Linked DNA regions of Mus musculus: region 2 is linked to region 1. The links are chromatin contacts, called in public ChIA-PET maps. All regions are on one chromosome and are shown on one strand. The core of a region is the stretch at or near the end of the contact, and the rest is flanking DNA. Distances in the headings are between cores, read along the strand shown.

The links. ChIA-PET counts read pairs in DNA pulled down with a chosen protein or histone mark.
Region 2: an RNA polymerase II ChIA-PET map of effector CD8 T cells shows a contact between it and region 1, with 8 read pairs. The contact joins two enhancer-like sites. A contact is called at or near these places in 5 of 39 promoter capture datasets (cranial neural crest, embryonic stem cells, hippocampal neurons and 2 more), 1 of 484 Hi-C or Micro-C datasets (forebrain) and 3 of 115 datasets of contacts at active chromatin or transcription factors (bone marrow-derived macrophages, effector CD8 T cells and memory CD8 T cells).

The regions. Positions count from the first base shown.
Region 1 is chr1:54,580,026-54,587,822 of GRCm38.p6, reverse strand. No RefSeq gene overlaps it. Among named protein-coding and RNA genes, the nearest start is that of Pgap1, 26 kb to the right of the region's middle. Within about 2 kb of position 2,587, at least 146 of the 459 cell types and tissues checked have an H3K27ac peak or open chromatin away from gene starts, as enhancers often do. A contact at or near this core is called in effector CD8 T cells and memory CD8 T cells, where this site is marked.
Region 2 is chr1:54,902,457-54,910,253 of GRCm38.p6, reverse strand. The region is part of intron 1 of Ankrd44 (ankyrin repeat domain 44); the gene reads left to right. Among named protein-coding and RNA genes, the nearest start is that of Ankrd44, 20 kb to the left of the region's middle. Within about 2 kb of position 2,978, at least 75 of the 459 cell types and tissues checked have an H3K27ac peak or open chromatin away from gene starts, as enhancers often do. A contact at or near this core is called in effector CD8 T cells and memory CD8 T cells, where this site is marked.

The DNA.
Region 1 (7,797 bases), core at 1,338-3,837:
CACTACCTTAAGGCAAGTATAATAGATATAATATCTACCTGAATTTAAGTAATTTTTCAAGTCTCTTCAATAGTTCTTGACTTGGACCTTCATTTTTACATACTTGAAAAGAATGAAAGATACAGAACCAATCATTAATATCATACCCTCCTTAATGCTAGAGCCATGGCTCTCATAGTGTTATCTTCAAATCAGAACCTCTTCAAATGGCCTCAGTATCTCTGTCACAAAGCTTTTCAAGTGGTTCTGTTAATAGTATACTCTAGCAGGCATGCTTAACCGCCTTGACCTTGTCACAGAACATTGTCATCTACAAAGTTCATGCTGGAGAACTGTACCATCAAGTTACACATACACAAAACCCCACCCCAAACTCTCATGATGTTTTAGGTAAGTTTATAATTTTGTGTTGGGCCACACTTGGCCACATGCAGCCCGTGGGCCAGGGATCACATATAAGAGAGCATCTGGCCGTAGTGCAGCTCTCCTCCAGCTATCGCACCCCCAGGTCAGGGATGGCCGTGGCCTACACCCAGTCTCCCAGGTCAGGGTTGGTCGTGGCCTATGCCCAGTCCCCTCTTAGCCTTGCTCTGCTTCTCTTGAGCTCATCTGTTGGCAGATGACTGTTGAGTTTGGAGTCCTTGCTGCTGAAGACTCAAGAATTTCTGCAGCAGACAGTTATTGTAACCAGTTTTTTATGCCTCCAGTTTTACACAACTTCTGTTTTTGTCCCTTGTCCTTCCCCCCCCCCCCCCGAGCATACTGTGCTCTGCATGACACATTGTCCCAATGTCTTTTCTTTCCTGCTCATTCTCATAGTGGGATTAATTACTTCTCAGGAAAATGTCATTTTTGTTTAAAAAAAAAAAGATTAACTTCTTGGCAGCATGAAAAGGAAGATACTGCCATTAAAAGCAATTCCTAAAAATTAAAACATACCTTCTTAATATACTTTTCTTTCCTACAATCAAGAATCATTGGATTTCTCAGTGAAAGTGCCTAGAGGGATCACATATAATGCATGTGTGTGTAGCCAGTATAAGAAATTATCTTCCCGCTGGGCGTGGTGGCGCACGCCTTTAATCCCAGCACTTGGGAGTCAGAGGCAGGCGGATTTCTGAGTTCGAGGTCAGCCTGGTCTACAGAGTGAGTTCCAGGGCAGCCAGGGCTATACAGAGAAACCCTGTCTCGAAAAACAAAAAACAAACAAACAAACAAAAAAAGAAATGATCTTCCCAAGGCCGTCACTCATGCTTAAAATCTTGTGGTAAAATATTTATACCAAAAATTCCATCACTTTTATCATGTTTTTAGTGTACAGGTCAGTGATATTTAATATATACCCAGTTGTGCAACGGTCCCAGCCTTCCATCTGTATATCTCTCCTCACTAGAACTGAAACTAGAACTGAAACTCTGAACCCGTTAAGCAATAACTCTTTTCCCTCCCCCCCAGTGCCCCCCAGAATCACAATCTACTGCTATAGAAATGCAGCTGAGTCCCCTGCTGACGTTTTAAAGGTTGAAAGGAATGTTTTTTTATATAACGTTTATTAAGGAAAACAGAAATAGGAATGGTTTATAGAGAAAGACTCTCTAGAATGGGAGAGGGTAGTGAGGTGGAAGAAAGGCATCCACACAGGAGGCTCAGGAAGCTTTATAGTAGCCACCTCTCCTAGGTCTGTGTCTCACTGGGATTTTTCTACTGCTTGTTCTGCTTCTTTCTGCAAGAAGCCCAGCGACTCACTGCAATGAACATTTGCCAGTAAAGATGTGATACACTACAGCTTCCATGATTCATTCTCTCTCTCTCTCTCTCTCTCTCTCTCTCTCTCTCTCTCTCTCTCTCTCTCTCTCTCTCTCTCTCTCTCCCCTGCTTATTGATTGGTGGGGTGAGGTTGCAAGAGTGGAGGGCAGATACAAAGGGATAAGGAAATGAATGGGATTAGAGTACAAGATGTGTGGGTTCCCAGGGAATCAATAAAAAGGAAGAGAAAAGAAAAAAAAGGAGGATGAGGAGAACAACAACAACAACATGCAGCAGCAGCAGCGCCCAGGTGGGGAAGGGCCTCCAGTCTTTCTTAGCAACTGGCTTCTTTCATATGTTAATTTTACAGCTCTTCGTTGCTTGGACACAATGCTTTTTTGTCTCATAAATACAACCACCCTGTGTACCTCAACAGGAAGTGTTTGTCCTTTCTGGGTTTTTTCCACTTTGCATCTCATTAGGGATCAAGCATGTAGAACGGGTCAGAATTTCCTTCCTGTGTGTGCGTGCGTCGATGTGAACGTTCAGGTGCCTGCCTCTCCTGGGCGTTCACCCCACTCAGAATAAATTCACGTGGAAAAACACAGCCTGCTCACTTGGGCCACTTCTTCCTTCTGTCCTTGGGCTGTTGTAATGTAAAATACTTTTGTAATACTTTTAGACCTCCCAACTGTGGTCAACTTGGGGAACTTAGATTAGAAAAGGAGATATTGGTGAGGAAGAGTAACAGGCTGGTGCAGGGAGCCTTTGAGGTGTGTCTAGCCCACTTCCCTATCAGCACTAGGCCAGCCCCCCAGGTCCTGTGGCTCTGCACTTATTTTTGCTTTGTTCTTTAGGCTTAACTTCTTTCTTTTCTTCCTTTCAGACACGGTGTCTCTAACTGTTGAGGTCTGCTCCTCTTAGCTTTTCTTTCCTCAGCTGAGACAACTTGTTACCTCTTCAGGATACAACACCTGCTGTTCTCTTCACTGTTTAAAGGGATTCATCTCAGCACTGATTTTGTGAACAAGAAAGGAGGGAGGGATCCACCCCTGTTCTTCTAGCTAGTCATCAGAATAAGCACAGCTGTTGGAACTCCTGGAACAGAGCTAGCAGATACGGCCACCTACCTGTACATACCTGCTTGCCTAAAGTCTCTATCATGTGATCCACCCACAAGATGCAGAAAAAGAAATAACAGATTGAAAAATCAGGCTAGCTCCTCTCCTCTAGGGACAAATGGTTATTAGTCATACAGAGCCTCCAGAAGGGAGCTGTTGGAGCTTGTTGTGTGTGTGTGTGTGTGTGTGTGTGTGTGTGTGTGTGTGTGACTCATTGAATTCAGGATCTTAAGAGCAGAGCCAGTGACCTGGGTGCACACCTTCTTTAAGTGTTGCCTTTTGCAATGTGCCACAATATGAATCTCTAAGAATTTTACTTCTAGGAGGCTTTCAAACAGAACTTTGGCAGCAGGCAGGGATTGAGCCACGAAGCTTTCAGATGCACAATGGCAGCTCTAAGTTCTGAAGCAGGCCTTTCAGTAGCAGAAAGAAAAACCAGTCACACAGCTAGCTGTACAAACAGCCACCAAACTGAAATGCTCAAGACAGCTGCTTTGGGCCTTTGGTGTGTTGAGTTCAAAATTGTTGTGATTATAAAAGAAAGAAAGAAAGAAAGAAAGAAAGAAAGAAAGAAAGAAAGAAAGAAAGAAAGAAAGAAAGGAAGGAAGGAAGGAAGGAAGGAAGAAAGAAAGAAAGAAAGAGAGAGAAAGAAAGAAAGAGATATAAGGATATGTTCTAGCTAGGTGTGGTGAGGTGTGGGGAAAGGGGATGTCTCAGTGGGCCCATGCTGAGGCATTCCTTACCCCTGAGGGACCAGCCACATGATGGTATAGTATAGAATAGAGTTTATTAAGGGCATGGGGAGGGAAGTTAAGAGGATAGTAGAGGCAGAAAAAGGGAGAGAGAGAGGGGGGGGGGAAGAGAAGAGAAGAGAAGAGAAGAGAAGAGAAGAAGAGAAGAGAAGAGAAGAGAAGAGAAGAGAAGAGAAGAGAAGAGAAGAGAAGAGAAGAGAAGAGAAGAGAGGTAGAGGCCAGCCATGACCACATGGAGGGGAGAAGAGAAGGGGGAGAGAGGGAGAGAGGGAGAGAGGGAGAGCAAGAGGACAAGAGGCCAGAGAGAGAGGCAAGAGTAAGAGTAAGAGAGAGAAGAGGGGGCAAGCAGGCCCTTTTATAGTGGGCCAGGCCATTGGGGGAGGAGCATACCTGGCTGTTGCCAGGTAACTGTGGGGGTGAAAGAAAATGAGATTTTGTATCTTGTGATTCATGTAAAAGAGTTGTCTATGAGCCCCCGACCTGGGGCCAAGAACAAAGCAGAACAGACAGGGCTGTTGTCAAGACATTCCTAAGAACAGCTTGATTGTACAAACAGGGCTATCTTGTCTGGGTCAACACCACCTGGCCGGAACCTCCCCTCTGTCTACTGCCCCTTGACCTGGGTAAAGTCATACATCAACTGGTTGCTATGTGAACAAAGATAAGCCCCCAGCCCACAGGAACAAAGTCCTGATGCCCTGTAATCTTTCTGTTAATGTTTGAATAAGCCAATAGTGTGTTGCTATGCTGAATTCCACACCCCTAAGCCCCTTACCCTATAAAAACCCCTAGCTTTTGAGCCTCGTGGTCGACATCCGTTATCTCCTGTGTGGGATGCATGTTGGTCTGGAGCTCCGTCATTAAACGTTCTCATGTAATTACATCAAGAGATGGTCCTTCATGATTTTTTGGGTGCACGCTGAAGTGGGAATTGGGTGGGGGTTTCCCCACTAGGTCTAAGAGGGGTTGAGTCCAGATGGAATACCAACAAAAATCAATTACCCATAGAAAGTGTGGGTGTCACCAAAATATCCTTCCCTTCTTCACTAGCCCTGAGAAATAATCTCACTAGCTGTCTGATACCTTTGGACTTCACATCGTTTTTCATTAAATTAAGATTTATGAATATCAATTTTATGCAATAACCAGACTTTGACAGAAAGATGACAGCCTTTGTGTCAGTGAACTTCTTGGTTTGTCCTTTATCTCTGGTACCAGGAAAATGGTTTTTCATTGTAGAGACAAGCACTAGTCTTCCTTAATAGGCAAATGTTTTCCTTTATAGTATTTTCATATTGGGGTTGTATAGTCACGTGGGTGCATATGTGTAAGTGGGTGCATATGTGTATGTCGGTACACATGTGTATGTGGGTGCATATGTGTAAGTTGGTGCATATGTGTATGTGGGTGCATATGTGTAAGTGGGTACATATGTGTATGTGGGTACATATGTGTAAGTGGGTGCATATGTGTAAGTAGGTGCATATGTGTATGCAGGTGCATATGTGGGTAGAGGGCAGAAGTCAGTCTCAGGCTGTCTTTCTTCAGGAGTCATCCACCTTGTTTTGTGAGAGAGAGTTTCTTACTGGCCCGTTAGGGGAGCCCAGCTGATCAGGAAGTTCAGCATCCTCCTGTCTCTGCCTGCCTAGTGCTAGAATCACAAAAACACTACTTGACAAGTTTGTTGTTGTGGTGGTGGTGGTGGTGGTGGTGATTTTTTAATGTAGGTTTTCATAGTAACAAGAGCTACCATTTTTGAGCCTATAATATATTCAGTATTTAACACAGAGTTATGTAATGGTTTTAACAACACCAAGAGATAACTTTTCTTCCCATTTTGTGGATGAGGAAACTGAGGCTGGACGAAATTATAAGTAACTTCCTAGGTCATAGAAACAAAGCATCAGAAGTAAGAACAGAGCTAGGGCTCCTTGTATCACAGCTAGGTTGGAAGTCTGAATTTCTTGGAATGCCCTTCTGTGACTGACAGGACACAAGTAACTGGCCTTAGAAAACTGATTTATCAACGAAGCAACAATCTTTCTAGCAAGTTTCAGTCTGTTTCCATCTTCTTACCATTATGTCTTAAGCAGACATTTATCCTTCAAGTATAATGGAAGAATCTTTAATAACACTGTACTATTTAAGTATCTTTCCCCCATCAGTGGCTCATCTTCAGCATCAGGGTAAGACGTACGTATTTGAGTTACTATTACTATGGTCTTGGCCTATTGCTGTAACCAAATTATCTCTACTCAAATTGCCCTGGTGATGGCTGTACATGCTCCTTCCTACCCACCCCACACACGGCCTTATTTTTAATATGCCTTAAACAGCTCAATGGCTGAGCCCCTTCCAAATCTCCACACTGCTGATGTACTTTCTGAGAATCCCAACTCATCATTTACTAAACCCATATTCCATCTTGGCTGCCCCGGACCCAGGCGTGCAGCTCTCCTGGGCTATGATCTCTGACTCTTACATGATGATGAAAGAGTAATAAACTCAATGCTCCAAGGTATGCTAATCATAAAGCAGATAGTGACATTCCTTCCTCCACCCACCCGCTTCCTGGGTTCAAAGAGTGTTCATTCAAAGAAAGTCACCCTGACCCACCCTGACCACTACTGGAACCCACTATGCAAAGGTGCTATTGCTAGGGGCTCTTAGATTGTTAGGGACTCTTAGAAACTGTCTTGAGAGATAACCTGACACTTGTGACTTTGTACTTCCTTGTGACTCTTAACTGGTATTTTTGGTATTTTCCAACAACGCCCTTCCCACCTCCTTGAGTTGTGGTTCCTTCCTTTAAATACCCCCTTACTCAGCTACTCGGGGCGCCACAGTCCTCTACCCCTGTGTGGTGTATGACCGTGGGCCCGAGAGCGCTCTTGAATAAAAATCCTCTTGCAATTTGCAGCAAATCCGTTTCTCGTTGGTGATTTTGGGGTGTCGCCTCTCCTGAGTCAGAACGTGGGGGAGTCCTCACGTTGTGGGTCTTTCAATGACTGTACCCCTCAGGCCTGGCATGGCGACTCTCTCCTTTCTCCTTCCTCCTTCCTAGTCCCTTGCCTGGGAATACTAAAGTTCCGCCTCTGTCTCATGGCCCAGCCATTGGCTGCTGGCAACTTTATTTACCAATCAAAACTAATTGGGGTCAGGGATCCTCAGTGTCTTACATGAAGATTTTTGTGCAATTTTGGGGACCCAATTAACATAATATAAGCGTTAGACCAACTCCACAACATTGGCCCTTAAAGAGATAGCAAGATTGAAAATAAATTTAAAGCATTTATATTGCCTTAAATTTCCATAGAAGAAGGTTCTTTATCATATGTTTGAATATGCTCATAAAGTATATTAGGTAAGTATTTACGATGGCTCTCTTAATAAAGTTAGTTATAATACAATATCAAACAGTGTCACATTATTTTATATATGCAGTGACATATAGGACTTGGGTTAAATTCACCACATTTAGCCAAAATTTGAATTATAAGCCTGAAAGTTCTTTGCAAATCTCCCTGCAAGCCAGTTTTCTTGATTGATATAAATTCACATTGGCTAACATTAACATTTACAAAAAAAAAAAAAAAAAAGAGCATTGACTATGGAATGCTGAACTAGTTATCTCCTAGTTCGGGGGTTATTAATCATGGCCAACAGTCCAAATGTGGCTCATGCACATTTCTGTAAACAGAATGATATTGGCTCACAGCTGTCTTATTCGCTTGTCTCACCTGTATTGCTCTTTTCATGCTACAACGGCCGAGCAGCTTAGCTGGTAATAGAAGCTTTATGACCCACATGGCCAAAGACATTTATTATCTGTCCTGTGCAGAGAGAGACACTGCTGGTCCTTGACTTAGTCCAACTTTGTTAGCATAGAGATGAGTGAGCACGGCTGGAGCCTTCACCAGTACTTCCATGGCCCTCAAGTTCTGTGCTTTGCTGATGCATGGACATACGCTTTAACCCAAACCCATCATCTGTGTGCCTTCCCCATCGCAAGGCGAGCACATGCTTGCTTCACATATTGTTGGAATCTCCTTTTAACATAACCATATGTTACTGGTACTTTTTTAGCATAGAGTCTTTGATGTTAACTGAGCTAATTTTCTCAGCTCATATTCTGTTCTCAAAGACCTTTTCAAAAGCTGTTAGTATCGAAACTTGTT
Region 2 (7,797 bases), core at 1,729-4,228, 320 kb before region 1:
TTTTAGTCGTTGTTTGTGTGTCATTGTGTGTGTATGTGAGCCTGCCTGTGTGGGTGGGTGGGTGTCAGGATGGTTGGTTTTTTTCTCTCCACTATGTGGGTCCCAGTGGTTGAAGTCAGATTTGGCAGGCTTGGTGGCAAGCGCTCTTACTTCCTCATCCACCTCATTGGCCTGGGGAGGGAAATCTTTATTGGTAATTTGTTAAGTATGTAGGGAACCTGTAGCTGCACCCTTAGTGTGTCATGATATTAACAGTTCTGAAAATGCTTCCCCTCACTCCAGCAGTCACTGGTCAAGGAAGTAGTGTGAAAAGAATCTTACCAGCCAGAGGGGGAGGGGAAGGGGGGGGGAGAATGTTACCATTTCTCCAGCTCCAGGAAATGTTATTCTGTTCATCACTCTCTGTTTTCTGAGGATTTTTATTTTATCTGTGTCTATGTTTGAAACGGTTCATATATGTGTAGATGTGTGATGGTGTGTGTATATGCACAGACATCAGAGGTTGAGGTCTTTCTCAATTGTGGTGTCTCCACCTTATTTACTTATTCACTTACTTATGTGCAGTTTGTGTGCAAGATGCCTGTGTGTGGGCACACATGTTACAGTGCACGTGTAGAGGGCAGAGGATAACTTTGTGGAGTTCGTTTTCTCCTTCCATTTTTACTTGGGGGGGAGGGGGCTCCAGGAACCTGGCTCAGGTTGCCAGATTTGTGCAGCAAACGTCTTTATTATTCGTATTTTTCCTGAGGCAGTCTCTTTTCTGTGACGCTATGGCTGGCCTGGAGCGTACTATGTAAATCAGGCTGGCATTGAATCACAGAAGTCTTACCTCTGACCCCCATGTGCTGGTTTTAAAAACCCGTGCCCACCACATGTAGCTTGACCTTATTTTTAAAGACAGGGTTTCCCATTAAATCTTGAAGAGTATTGCTTGGCTAGCCTAGTGGCCTGCCAGTAAGCCCTGGAGCTCCTTCTGTCTCCCTGCCCCACCCAGCACTGAGGCTGCAGGTGTGCTCTTACACCTTTTAAGTACGTGTAAGGGATGGATCTGTCTTCGGTCTCATGCTTGCCCAGCAAGCATGCTTTGGACTGAGTCACCTCCTCAGATCTTCTGAGGATTTCAGACAGGCTTTCTCAGAGGCCGCTTTTAAAAGACTTACACAGGAAATCATGGTCAGTGGGGGCTCTGAGTTTCAAGCTTTTAGCTCAGTTGGTCTCTAAAGAGGCTGTCCTGGGTAGACTGAGGAGGCAAGCCAAGAACATCTCAGTGGAGCATTTTCACCTCCATCCCCAGCCTCTGCCAGAGTTTTATAAACTGTGTATCCCCTGAAAGTCTTTTTAGTTGGACCTCTAAAGATTTTCATCATAAAGTTGGAAAGATACAAAGGATGTAATTTTTGACACAATGTAAATATTGATTTTAAAAGTGAAAACGTATCGTTGTTTAAATTGTATGGAGTGGAGTGGAATCTAAACACTATTGTGGTTTGATGTGCCTGTCAGTAGTTGTGCCTGTCAGTAGTCCAAATTTTATAGTGTTTCTTTTTCCCCTTGAATTTTTTTCAAATGTAGTGCTTTTGTGTGTATGTGCATGGGACAGCCTGGACTGGCCTGGAACCTGTCATCTTCCTGAGCTAGCTTCCTGGGTGTTGGGATTAGAAGCATGGACCACAATACTGGATGGGATGCATTTTTGTAAAATAATTTTAAAAATTAGATTATAATTGCATCATGTTCCTCTTCCTTTTCCTTCCTTCAAATCCTCCAAGTACCTGCTCTTATTCATGTTGTGATGCATGTAAAATGATTGTGATAAATTTTAGTATTATGTTTGTAATGATTATTAACAACATATCAATGCATATCTTAAATATTGGGTTAAGTACTCATAGAGCATAAAAAGTAAGATATTCCTATTTAGAATAAATTTCATGATCTAGGAGTTAGGAAATTATTTACTGACCATTATTCACCAGTGTTTAGAATAAAATAGACAATATGCAATTGTATAATATTACCATACTATGAAGTATTTTCATGGCTTCTGTTGAACCAGAAACCCAAATATTAAAAGGATGGGGCAATGAATGAGTTGTGGCTAAAGAAAAAGCGCTCAGGTCAATGATTTGTCACATTTTGTTGGACACAGCCAGAGTCAGCTGTGGGCTCCAACATCAGAAATCCGCCTGCCTCTGCCTCTCGAGTGCAGTTCTGGGATTAAAGGCGTGCGCCACCACACCCGGCAAAGGGTAGCTTTTTACAGAGCGTAATTAATTAATGTAACGAAGTCACTGAGATTACTAGGTAGATTATTGTCTTGTGGGTTCAGTTTGATCTGGGTGTGCTGTGCAGCTCACAGTCATCTTGAAGTCATGATCTCTGCTTTCATTGTGATTGTGAGTGTGCACCACCACACTTGGCACTAAAGTAACTTTAAAAAGATACCACATTTCTATGTGCAACTGTTTTAGGAACAGTGAATAGACAGAGGAAAGTCTGGGAGCCGTGTCAGGTGTGACAGCTTTTTGGTCTATCTGGCAAGAGTAGGATTTGGAGTCTGGCATGGGAGGGTTTCTGACTTTTAACATGTTTGAGTGTGGTCTGAGGGGCTATGGTGCACCGTGGCAGGGAAAGCATGTGGCCATCTCGTGAAGTGGCATGAATTTGTGAGATGTTCATGCTGACTAGTGGTTGACCCGAGTGGGTAACTGGGTTTATCTATGAAGTGATCATGGTCTCCCTAGGTGGCTTTTACTTTTCCAGTGACCAAGTTTAGCAGTGCCATCTGACTCCAAAATGTCATCTGTGAGGGGTCACGTGATGACCAGAAATATTGTTGCTCAAGGCTTCCACACTCTGTCCCTCCATCTCCATATAAGCTGTTCTGACAGATCTTAAACCATGGAGTCAGCTCGAGCTCTGTTTCTCTGAGAGCTGCAGTTTGGGCACAGGTAACTGAAACCAGATGTGCCGAGCGAGCGAGCGAGCAAGCACGGGCTGGGCTGTGGCTTTTCTTGCAGAGCATTTGGTGGCTGGGGGGAGGGAGGGAGACGGCTTTTTAACGAACCCTTTGTGCTTTTGTTAGATGCGCGCTTTCCACATCTCAGCTGCATTTGCCCTTGTTGTACCCGAACCCCTTTTGGTATGGATTATTGGTGGACAGGGAGGAGTGAGTATCTGATTTCTCCCATACTAATCTGTCTCCTTTGCCTGTTTCCCGAGTGTACACTGCACTTGGCCTTCTGGGGCCCAAGTTGATTTTTCTCACCTGGCAATTACTTGCTTGGTGGCCAGTTAATGGAGGCCCCTGAAACCCACTAAGGGACTTGGGGTTTGCGTTGTGATTGAGAAGCCGAGGAGACTTCAGGTATGTGTGTGTTTGTGTGCGTATGTGCACAGTGTGTTTTAGGACTCAGAGTCTCACTGGACGTAGAGAATGAATGGCCTCTTAGGCTTTCTTCCAATTCCATCTGACCATTTTGGTGCTCCAGTGGGTTCCCTGGCATTTAGTACGATCACCCACGGGCTTGTTCCTTAGAGGGGGATGTGCTGTCATTTTTTTTTCTTCCTCTTATAATCCCCAGGGACAATATTTTATCAGTCTCTGAAATGTGGGCAGCATGAGGGATATGCAATCTGCTCTCCAGTACAGCCCTGCTGAGCTCAGCCCTGCAATCATGTGGTTCTGAAATACTACCAGCCTGAAACCATAAGAAAGCCTCCGCTTCGCCTGACGTACTCATACTGCTTGACATGAGAAGCTGACATTTTGAAGGCTGTGGAGAAAACAGAATTGCTGACTGCACAAAATGCACATGAGAACTGCATGTGGGCAGGGGCTCTTTCCTTAGCATCGGTGGCGTTCTTCAATGTCCGCTCCATCTTGCAGCACCTGTATCTGCTCTAAACGTTCCCAAGGTCGAAGGTCTCTACCTAGGAGATTTGATCCACTTGCTGGTTGGTGACCTACATATCCGCTCAGGGAAGAGAAGATGGGTAGAGGGGTCCTCAGGGCAATTAAAACTGAGACCATGGCTGTGGCCTGAGTGTGAGGAGAGCCCCTCTTCCCTTTATAGAGATAGGAAATAAGTTCGGATCTATCTGGGTGCCCATTCTGAATGCAGACAGAGCATGGTGCAGAATTGGTGTGTTTTATCATCATTGCCACTCACCACTGATTATTTTTGTATTTCTCTACTGGCTCTCGGAGTCTTAGTGCTTTACACCTTAGTGCACCTAGCCCCTTAGCACCAGCCGCTGCTTTGCTTCCAGCCTTGTTTCTGCCCGGCTCTGCCCGGCCCCCTTCCCACCAGTCCCGGGCTCATTGCTGCAGTCACTTGCTGTTAGGCTGCCCGGGAGTCTGTTGATTAAGTAGGAACTGGTCAAGTACAAGCTGCTTTGAGCTGTTGTTTGGTTAGTGGAAGCCAGGAACATCCGGGTGCTGAGCCACTTCATGTTTTGCTGCAAGCTCCACTAAGGCACTGCCCCTGTGATTCATGGCTCCTTATCTATTTGGTGAGAGCAGAATACTTACACCTGTCCTCGAGTCTTCCCAGCCATATGTGAAAAAAAAAAAACCCTCATTACTGGTGATTTCAGGTTATAACCCTGAATGTGTACTCTTGACAAGGCTAGTGCTACCTGTGTAAAAACCCTCCCAGTGCTGGGGGTGTCTCCAAAATCAAGTGCAAGTGTTTGGGGAGATACCTAACATCAACTTAACCTCCATGTGGACCTGCGTGCGTTCATGCGTGTGCACACACACGCACAGCAAAACAAATCTAATGCTAATAAAAGAAATATGAAAAGGATTTATAGGAAAATAGTACATCAGTGCATATAGCCACATTGAAGACATGAGATGATCATATTTTTAGTCTTATAATAAATTAATCGAATCTGAGAAATACCCATCAAAACTTTTTATATAACTTTAGAAATAAGAGGCCGGGGTTGAAGTATGGCTCAGTGGGAAGGCTCACCATTCACACTCGTGAGGTCCTGGGTTTGATCTTAACCACCACAAAGGGAGGGTACTAAATAAGCCTTATCTTTCTAATCCCTAGACTATGTGGACTTTCAGTGTAGACTCATGCGGGTTTTTTTGTAGAGGTGATTTGTTATCTGTGAGCAACATTCCTGTAAAAGCTAGGATTTCCAGAGCTAGTAAAAAACTTGGAACTTTGAATAGAATAAAATGCACTCTCTCATTTAGGGTTATCAGATTCATATAAAATTCAGTGTATTTACAGTGGAAGCTTCAGGAATGGGAGCCATGGCTCCTCTGTCCACACTGCCTTGCAGAAGACCTGGACTTAATTCCTAGCATCCATCCAGGCTCACGACTGCACATAACTGACTTCAGGGGGAATCCAATGTTTCTGGCCTCTGGAGGGGTTCCACATGTACATACCACCCCACAGTCCCACCCACATACATGCAATAAAAAATAATGAGCTAAGTTAAGATGTTTCTTGTTTTTTACTTCATGGACTGGAGAGATGGTTCAGTGGTTAAGAGCACTGGCTGTTCTTCAGAGGACCTGGGATCAGTTCCCAGTGCTCGAGTTCTGGGAAATCCAACACCCTCTTTGGCCTCTGTAGACACCAAGCACAAATATGGTACATATACATCCAAGCAGGCAAACATTCACACACATAAAATAAAAATAAATACTTCAAAATATTTGCTTATTTCACATCCCAACTGTAGTTTTCCCTCTCTCCTCTCTTCCCACGTTCTCCCCTCCCTCTCCCTCCATCCACTTCTCTTTCCTTTCTCTTCAGAAAAAAAGATCTGTCTCTATGGGTACCACCCAGCCATGACACATCAAGCTGCAGTAAGACTAGGTACCTCCTTTTCTATTGAGGCTAGTCACACCAACCCAGTAGGGGAAGGGCAGGCAGCAGAGTCAGAGACAGCTCCTGCTCCCTCTGTTAGGAGCCCCACAAGAAGTCCAAGTTTCACAACTGTGACACACATATGAAAGGTCACTCCCATACAGGCTTCCCTGGGTGGCAGTTCAGTCCTTGTGAGCCCCTGTGGGCTAGGTTAGTTGACTCTGTGAGGTTTTCTTGTGTCGTCCTTGACCTCCCTGGCTTCTACAATCCTTATTCCCTCTCTTAGGAGTACCCAAGCTCTACCCAGTGTTTGGCTGAGGGTCTCTGCCATCAATTTCCAACAGTTTGCCAGGTGAAGCCTTTTTGATGACAGTTGGGTTAGACGCCAGTCTATGAGTGTAGCAGAGTATCATTAGGAATCATATCATTGACTTTTTTTCTAGTTGTGTTTGGATGTATCATAGGCTTCTGGCCGATCCAGCCTCTGCTCCAGGGTCCTCCAGGAAGTGTCAGGGGTGGGCTTCCTCTCATGGCATGGGTCTCAAGCTGGACCAGCCATTGGTTGGCCACTTCCACAACTATTGTGCCTCTTTTACCACAGCACATCTTAGGCAGGACAAGTTGTAGGTGGAAGGTTTTGTGGCTGTGTTAGTGTCCTACTCTTGTTTGGTTACATGAGATGGCTGGCTCAGGCTCTGTTTACACCCCCCCTCCCCCATTGCTAAGAGTCTTAACTAGGATCACCCTCAAATTCCTGGTAGTTTCCACTCCCCCCCCCCTCTAATTGTCTCTCCCAGTACTCTTTCCCTCCATCTTCCCCACACCTGGTACTTCCTGTTCCGATCCCTAACCCCTACCCCTGTCCAGTCCCCTCTCCTTATCCATTGTGATGTCTATTCTGAATAAACTAAAACTTTGTTTGTTTGTTTATTTGTTTAAATTAGGTCCTTAAAAAAAGAGAGAGAACCTTTTAGGAGCTCAGTAGGACTCTAGAGTTCATTTGCTCCATCTCCCAAAGCCAGTAGAGCCTCCAGTCATCATGATAACCAACAGCAACGCCCCCTTCAGCTCCAAAGCCTTGAGAGCAGGCCCATTCTACAAAGAACTGTAGTCTTAATTTTTTTAAAACTTACTTTTAGTAAGGCTTCTTAAATGTTTTAACCTCCTCTAGCCCACCACCCAACAGAGGTAGTAGAAAAGAGGTCATTAGGATACTGGGGAAGTGGACCTGTTTAGAAATTGTGTTGGTGTCCCAGTTCCTTTATTGGAGCAAATCCAATCTGCGTTGTCGGGAACTCAGCAGTTCAGTTCGCAGAAATCAGCAGCGGCAGCAAATATGTCACAGATACCCCAGCAGCCCAGCTCGGTAGTGTCGGGATAGATAGCAAACATGAATCAGCAGTGGTGGCACAGCCTAGCAGAGACAGCCAGGCCTCAGCTGAATCAGCACGAGTCAGCAGGGGAGACTAGAACCAATAAGGATGCCAGGAGAAGTTCTCTGCTGCGCCTCTCTCAACTAAGTGAAGATCAGCAAAGACGGGAGACCAAAGATGTGTTGCAAAGCTAGCTATGTAAGCCCCTCTCACTGTCCATTGAGTCCTATTTATATTCCATCCAAACATCACGTGTTCTCCACGGGTCTTGTCTCACCATGTATCTTGTCTCAGCATGTGAGTCTGTCTTAGCTAACTTCCAGGTGATTCCGTATCAAGTGACATCACTCTGCCAGTCTCCTGAGTCTGCAGAAGCAGCAAGAAGCCGCTAGAACGCCACCAGAAGTGTTTTGGTGTGTTTCTCTTTATGGAGTCATGACAAACAGAACTCAGCTACACAATATAAGGCAGATCAATACATGCGAGTCTTTAGTGAAGAATCCTTCATCACGCATCCTTTTACATGCTTGCTTTAGCAGGAAAACACTCCTTCATGGGCCTGTCCCAGCAAAAAAAAAAAAACA